Linked DNA regions of Capra hircus: region 1 is linked to region 2. Evidence: chromatin contacts called from public Hi-C data. All regions are on one chromosome and are shown on one strand. The core of a region is the stretch at or near the end of the contact, and the rest is flanking DNA. Distances in the headings are between cores, read along the strand shown. Region 1 overlaps GPRC5C (G-protein coupled receptor family C group 5 member C). Region 2 has its middle 75 kb from the start of GPRC5C.

Region 1 (3,670 bases), core at 201-2,700, 61 kb after region 2:
TAGCAGACCCCTCGCAAAGCCTTGAACTGGTGTCCAAAAGTCAGAGCAAGGTTGCTTGTCTGAACACAAGCCACTGGGACCCGCTAAAAGTCTTGAGAGCTGAAAGCAGGGCCACTTCCAGAGGCCCTGTGGTCTCTCTGGGCCAGTCCCTTACCTGTCAGGGGGAGGGGGCAGGGAGCTACATTGATCACTCAGGCCCAAGACCCCGTCTAACCCTAAAATGGTCTGGCTCTGGGATTTGACTCTGGAAAAGAGAAAGTACCGTTCTACCCATCTCTCAGGGTCAGCTCCAAGGATTAAAATGCACTGCTGTGGACAGGCTTTACTATAAAGGACTGAGCAAATGGGGATTTAAATTCCCACCCAGGAGTGAAACCAGCCAGAACCTGGCCAGCCCCCTCCACCTTCGTAAACAAGGGCTGGCCCTCTCTGAGTCACGCCCCAGCACACATACACTGAATGATCTGAGATGGAGCAGTGGTCCTCCACCGTATCCCGACAGATCTTCATCACTGTTTCCACAAAGAGGGGCTGAAGCCTTCCCCTACACATACACTGCACAGAACCGCCTGCTGCTGGGCCGACCTTCCCTGCCCTCCATCCAGTAGACGGGGTCCCCAAGGAAAGTGGCCTGGTCAGACAAGCCCAGATGCCAGATGAGACGCGAGATGGGAGCCGGGCCCCAAGAGCCATCCTGATCACACAGGACACGGACCCAGGCTCAGCTGAAGACCCATTCCCTGGAGGGAAGCGTCGGCTCCTTCGCCTCATGGAAGGAGAGCTCGGCAGTGGCTTTCCTGGGACCTGGACTCAGAGGGAGGAGAAAGAGGAGACACCTACAGGCCAGGGTAGAGGGGCGGATCATCCAAGACAGAAAGCCCAGATCAGACATGACATTCCCAGAGGAAGGGTTAATAAAGCAGAAACGTGTTTATTAGGCATCCGTGCTCCTCACAGAGGAACAAGGCCCAGGACAGAAGCGCCTGCGACGTCTCCCGAGGTTGCAGGAATCTCTCTGAAAACTCCAGAGAACATGGGTGCTGGCTGGCCGCCACCCCAAGAAGAACAACACTATTTGGCTGGAGCGTGGCCACCGGAGGTGACCCTGGCAGGAAGCTAGAGCTGGCTCCTGGACTCCGCAAACACTGAGGAGCAGGCAGGGGCACCGGGACGCCCATCTGAACACTGGCAGACAGGAGGGTCTCCCGGGTGAGACCCAGGCCCCCGCCCTGGGCCAGCGAGGAGGGAGGGGGCTGGGGAGAGCGCGGGCTCCCGGTGGGGAGAAGACCCTCTCCAGGGGCCAGGTCCTCCAATCTGCCCGCCTCTTCCAGGGGCCGGCTCAGTCCCACACATAGGGGTTTCTAAACACCTGAGAGCTCTTGCCTTCCTTGGGCAGCGTGGCCTCCTGGCGGCTGTGGGCCGCGTAGATGTCCTCAGCCCGCAGGGTGGAGTTGGCACTGCCCGTCACCTGGCTGTTGGCGGTGGCCCGAGGGAGGATGACGTCGTACGCTCCAGCTCCATCGGACTGGAAGGAAGAACAGGCGGTCTCACAGCCGGTTCCGCCGGGGCGGATGTGCAAACAGTCGGCTTCCTGCGGGCCGTGCCTGCCAGCTTCCCCGCCCCTCCCCATCACCACCCGCCCCCACCCCGAGCTGGGCCTGGGATGGTGACTCTAAGTCTGGAGCCGAAGGGGCTGCCCTCTGACCTCCAGCCCCTTATCTCACCCTGAAGAGGGCTGGGCAGCGAAACGAGGCTCCAGTTGCCTCCAATGGTCCGGGGGCTTTGCGCAGGGGGAGGTTCCTCCTCTCAAGCCCCATCCCACTCCCTATACTGTGGGGCCCAAAGGAGGGTGAGCCAGGCTGAGCTCCTATGACCCAACCCACTCTGCTTCCTCTGGGGGTCTTTCCTGAGCCCCACCAATGAGGCCACATCCCCCACAGCATCGCAGCTGGTGTGCAGGGCCCAGGACACTCTTCTGTCCGGCCCTAGGTATCACATGTTTAGCAGCCTAATTTAGAGACTTAAAACCCTGGTGGTTTGGGGCTGGCGAGTTTTAAGTTTTGGAGACTTAAAAATCCAAATTCGTGGCCTGGATCCTGGTCAGAGCAGCAGTGGTTCTGTTGCTGGGTGGGCGAGGCTGAGGCGTCGTTCCCAGGGCCCACCCTGCAAGGAACGTGAGCCCCACCAGCCTCATCCCCAGGCAGAGAGCCGCCCCCAAAGCCCTGTAGCTCGGGGGCGGGGCGGCAGCTCTTCCACATACTCGAACCTGGAGGCCATGGGATGGGGGTGGGGGAGGTCCTCCCACCCCTTTACTATCGGCCCTCCCCCGCCCCTTATAGCTCCTAGAACATTGAGACCCTTGGTTCTCAAGCCTGGCTGTGCATCACAATCACCTGAACTGCTGAGCCACAAGCACACCTAGGGGGCCCCACCCCGAGGCGAGCTGGTCACTGTTTCAATGACCCTGATCTGTGACGTCAGCAGATTTCCACGGTCACTCCTACTGTGACTTGGGTAACTCCACGTAATCAAGGTGACGTCACCGAATCGATGCTAATCATCGGCTCCATCACACCACGGGCCCTTGTATTTTTAGTAAGTTCCAGGTGACATACAAAGGAGCCTGGTGGGTTCCAGTTGACTGGGTTGCAAAGAGTGGGACCCAGCTGAGCACACACACAGGTGATGGGAGTGGTGGGGGTCAAGGGACCATGGTTTTGGAGCCACTATGAGATAAAATATCTGTTCGTCCAAAGTCTTCCTGAAGGAGTGGGGCCCAATGCACACGGGTAGAGTGGGGCGGCCAGGCAGGGGACCCTGGGCGGCTGGGGGCTGGCAAACCCTGCTCCCACCCTTCCGAGATTCCTCTGCCCTCCCAGCTCCTGGCCATGGTCTGCTCTCACAGGACACAGGTTCAGGCCCGGGGAGAGCCCAGGACTGGAAGTGTGGGGTGCCCTGGCTTCACCCAGCCCCCAGGGCTCCAGGCGGGGAGAGGATGAGAACGCCACCCCACTGACCTCCCTGCTTCCTGTTCCCAGCCTCCTGCCAAGGGGGGGTCACTGACCTCTCTGCACAGTGACTGCCAGCCAGCCGGGGAGGAGGAACACCAATGGAGTAAGACTCTAACCCTCCGGCTTCCTGTTCCCACCCCCCTCCCTTGGCTAAGGGAGCATCTGGTTTCCAGAACCCAGGGGAGGTGTGAAGCTGAGAGTGGCTGCCTGCTGGCGGGGGGAGGGGAGCTGGGGGCCCTCCTGGGACAGCTGTGGTTGCGGAGTCAGGATCTACCCAGACCTGCCCTGTGCACCTCTGTCCACCAGGAATGCACATACCTGGCTGAGGCCCCCTTGTCCCTGCGTGGGGGACAGCTAGCGGCTCCCACCAGTGTAGAGAGAGACCGTTCTGAGCATCTAGCCTCAGGGGGTTGTGTGATACCCTGATGACACGGGGCAGGGAGGCCCCGCCACAGGGATTGTCACTCCCAGGAAAATGGCATTGGAGGCCCTGGGTTCCCCAAGGCTGACCCATTGGACACAGAGCCAGCCTTCTCCCTGCCACCTCCACCCACCCTGCCGGCACTGGCCCCCTGGCTCCAGCAGGGTCACAGGGACCCGGGGACTCCACTCACCGGGGCTTTGTGCATCAGGGTCATCTCGGTGGGCTGGTACATACT
Region 2 (3,572 bases), core at 611-3,110:
TTTCCCACAGTTCTTTGCAGCTGATATTCACTTAGCCCCTGATCTCTGTGGAGAAACTGTGGGTGAGTTGTTACTCACACAGTGTCATCAAAGAAAATCCGCTGGAGTAGGCATCCCCTGTCTGTCCTGAACCCCATCTCTGCCACACACACACACACACACACACACACACATGCAATCACACACACACTCACACATACACTCACGCTTCTAGGAATTGCCTCTTGGGTGCCGATGAAAGCTGTCAGGCAACACTTGACTAAGACGCCCACTCTCCAGGGCAGGGAGAGAGACAGAAATGAAGGCGGTCAGCATGACAGCTGGGATGGTATTTTCCAGCCAGTGTGTTTCTAGCAGGAGCCTGGTACCCAAGCCCTCATGCCCTCCAATAGCTGGAGACTCAGATGGTTCCTCGTGTGTGGTTTTAGCGGGTTCTGTAACGAAGTGTTGGCCGAGGTAGAGAGAGCGGATGCGGATTGCTCTTTAGAGGAAAGCACAAGTTCTCTTTTGCTGTGAGCTCCTATTCATGGGCCTTTACATCTGAGCATCTGTGCAACCTCAGAGGAAGCTCACCCAGAGCAGAGAGAAGCGAGTCAGGGGCGGGAGAAGCAACAGGAGCCCAAGCCAGAACTCGGGGAGATTTCTTCTTGATGACGGATGCGTCCTGAATGACGTTTTCCTAATGAGCGTGTGCTGAGTTGCTTCAGTTGCGTCCAACTCCATGCGACCCTATGGACTGTAGCCCACCAGGCTCCTCTGTCCATGGGATTCTCTAGACAAGAACACTGGAGTGGGTAGCCATGCCCGTCTCCAGGGGGTCTTCCTGACCCAGGGATGGAACGCGGGTATCCTGCATTGCAGGCAGATTCTTTATCATCTGAGCCACTAGGGAAGCCCTGTTTTCTTAGTAAATGAGGCAAAAGGAGTAAGTTTTCAGCACTTTGCGCACCTATTCTCTGCAATTCTGTTCTCCACAGCTGGCTTGTCCGCCTGGCTTTGCTCCACCTGCCCCAAACTTCCCAGATCCTCGTGGCTGCCTTTGCTTCTGTCCTTATCTGGGGACCCTGCCTCCTGTGAAGCTGGGAGTCAAGGTTCCTCCCAGAAGAGGAGCCCAGATGCGCCTCTGGGGGCTTTCCTGAGCTCCCCCCACACTCACGCTGGGATAGCTAGCAGGGAGGGGACCTGGAGCCTGGGTCCCTCTGGGCAGCCCTCTCCCACCCCCTTGCTGCTGCACACTACCCTCCCCCCCGCTCCTCCTATGCCAGTCATCTCTGTTGCTCCGCAACATGTGGGCTCTTAGTTCCCAGACCAGAGATTGAACCCCCATACCCTTGCAATGTAAGGCCATTCTTAACCACTGGACCACCAGGGAAGTTCCAAACTAATCTCAATAAAGCAAATGTGGGAAAGAAAAAAAATCCAACACTAATCATACCCTAGTCCTCAAACCAGAAAGATGGGTAGAATCTCCGCTTTGAAGACTTCTATTTAGGGCATTGCCCTGACCACAAAGAGAAAAAGTGGGAACCTTGGAGGGGAAGGGCAGCCGGCCAGAGGCAGGAGGGGGCTGTGATGGGGCGTCAGGAGGACGTACACTGTCTGTAGTTTAAACACAACGCTGCCTGCATTCTGCTTATTGCATTTCCAAGACAAAAGCTCATAGTCTGGTTTGCATCAGGCTCTCAACCCTGTAGGCGGAGTTTTCTGTCACCGCTGCATCGTCTAATCCTTGACATTAAGACACAGCTGGAGGAGGTGGGAGAAGAAACCAGAGGAAAGAGAAACACCAAGGAGATCTGGGCCGGAGGCTTGGGAGCCAGGTAACCAGCATCCAGACCAATATGGCGGCCGCAGGACACATGCGGCTTCCGAGCTCGTGAGGTTGCGGCTGGTCTGCCTCGAGGTGTGCTGCAAGTACCGAATGCACTCTAGGTGCTGAAGACTTGCTGTGGAAAAAAGAATTGAAAATATCTCCAATGCCGCTGAAATGATTATATTTTGAGTCTATCCAGTCAGTTCAGTTCCGTTCAGTCGCTCAGTCGACTGACTCTTTGCAACCCCATGGACTGCAGCATGCCAGGCCTCCCTGTCCACCACCAACTCCTGGAGTCCACCCAAACCCATGTCCATCGAGTCGGTGATGCCGTCCAACCATCTCATCCTCTGTCGTCCCCTTCTCCTCCTGCCCTCGATCTTTCCCAGCATCAGGGTCTTTTCCAATGAGTCAGCTCTTTGCACCAGGTGGCCAAAGTATTGGATTTCAGCTTCAGCATCAGTCCTTCCAATGAACACCCAGCACTGATTTCCTTTAGGATGGACTGGTTGGATCTCCTTGCAGTCCAAGGGACTCTCAAGAGTCTTCTCCAGTGTATCGGGTAATACTACTAAAATTAATGTCAACTTTTTAAAAGTGTTTTTAAGGTGGCCAATAGAAAAAATTTTAATGGCACTGGGGTAAAATCCACATAAGATTGAGATTTGCTACTGTTTTTATATCAAGACACGCAAGACCTGGAAAGGGAGTATTCTGAGGCTGCCCCCAGCCCTGCTTGGGGAAATGGATAAGGGTGGGCTTCTCAGGATGGCGGGAAGATGGGCCATGAGACTAGGGACAGAGTTGGGTGAGAGAGTTAAGATGATCAAACATCATACTAAGACGCCAAGAATTTCTGAGGATAAATCAGGATGGATCCTGTAAGGATTTTCTAGTCTCTCCGCTCCTGGGTAACTCTTTTTGGCCCTTTCAGATTACAAAATAAAGATTTTAGACTTAAAAAAAAAACAAAACACCTTGGATTTGCACATCATTTGCTAAGCCTGTGTTCCTAAGGTGCCCTGAGAAAGGCTGGGGGTTGATCTTCTCGGGACAAACACATCCAATCCTGAATAATGAGTGCCAAAAAGCACGGTAGCGATTTCCCTGGCACTCCAGTGGTTAAGAATCTGCCTGCCAATGCAGGGGAGCCGCGTTTGATCCCTGGTCAGGAAGCTAAGATCCCACACGCCTCGGGGCAACTAAGCCCACTCGCCGCAACTGCTGAGTCCACGAGTCACAGCTAGAGAGAAGCCCCAGCGCTGAAACAAAGATCCCGCATGTGGCAAGCAAGTCTTGGCACAGTCAAAAACAGATAAATATTTTTAAAAACAGAGAGCGTTGCAGCGGGATCTGGATGTGTGGACTGTGGTCCTTGCGCTGCGTGACCTTCTGCCTCTGGTTTCCCTGTCCCTCTCCTCCTAATGTCCCATGTGCAGTGAAGATATAGACACAGTGTCTCCTGACAGCTTTTCATCTTAAACGTCGAGAAAGCTTGAGCCCTCTGTCTGCACGACAGGCACCCGCGTGTGCTTCTTCTCCGTGCTGATGAGCAGAATGAGGAAGAGGAAAGCCATGAAGCAGGAACCGTGCTTATCTCGTCTATTTCTCCATCCCCAGTGTGGACACCACCTGGTATCTAGTAAATAAATACAAGAATGAGAAAATGACAACATGGGGGGTGTCAGTACGAGAGTTGGGGCCTGCCCCTGTGAGGAGGAGTTCATTTAAAATAAAACTCAGTGTTGGGCGGTAGGGA

What was found. Hi-C and Micro-C count contacts between places; a contact is called where the count stands out from the background.
Region 1: a contact with region 2 is called in a Hi-C map of blood, with 2.0 times the contacts expected there. The contact joins two enhancer-like sites. A contact is called at or near these places in 3 of 5 Hi-C or Micro-C datasets (all in blood).

The regions. Positions count from the first base shown.
Region 1 is chr19:56,188,406-56,192,075 of ARS1.2, forward strand. It overlaps GPRC5C (G-protein coupled receptor family C group 5 member C), which reads right to left. Exons shown (of 5, transcript XM_018063878.1): 3 at 3,626-3,670; 4 at 1,370-1,525. Among named protein-coding and RNA genes, the nearest start is that of GPRC5C, 14 kb to the right of the region's middle. Within about 2 kb of position 1,451, at least 3 of the 5 cell types and tissues checked have an H3K27ac peak or open chromatin away from gene starts, as enhancers often do.
Region 2 is chr19:56,127,316-56,130,887 of ARS1.2, forward strand. No RefSeq gene overlaps it. Among named protein-coding and RNA genes, the nearest start is that of GPRC5C, 75 kb to the right of the region's middle. Within about 2 kb of position 1,861, at least 1 of the 5 cell types and tissues checked has an H3K27ac peak or open chromatin away from gene starts, as enhancers often do.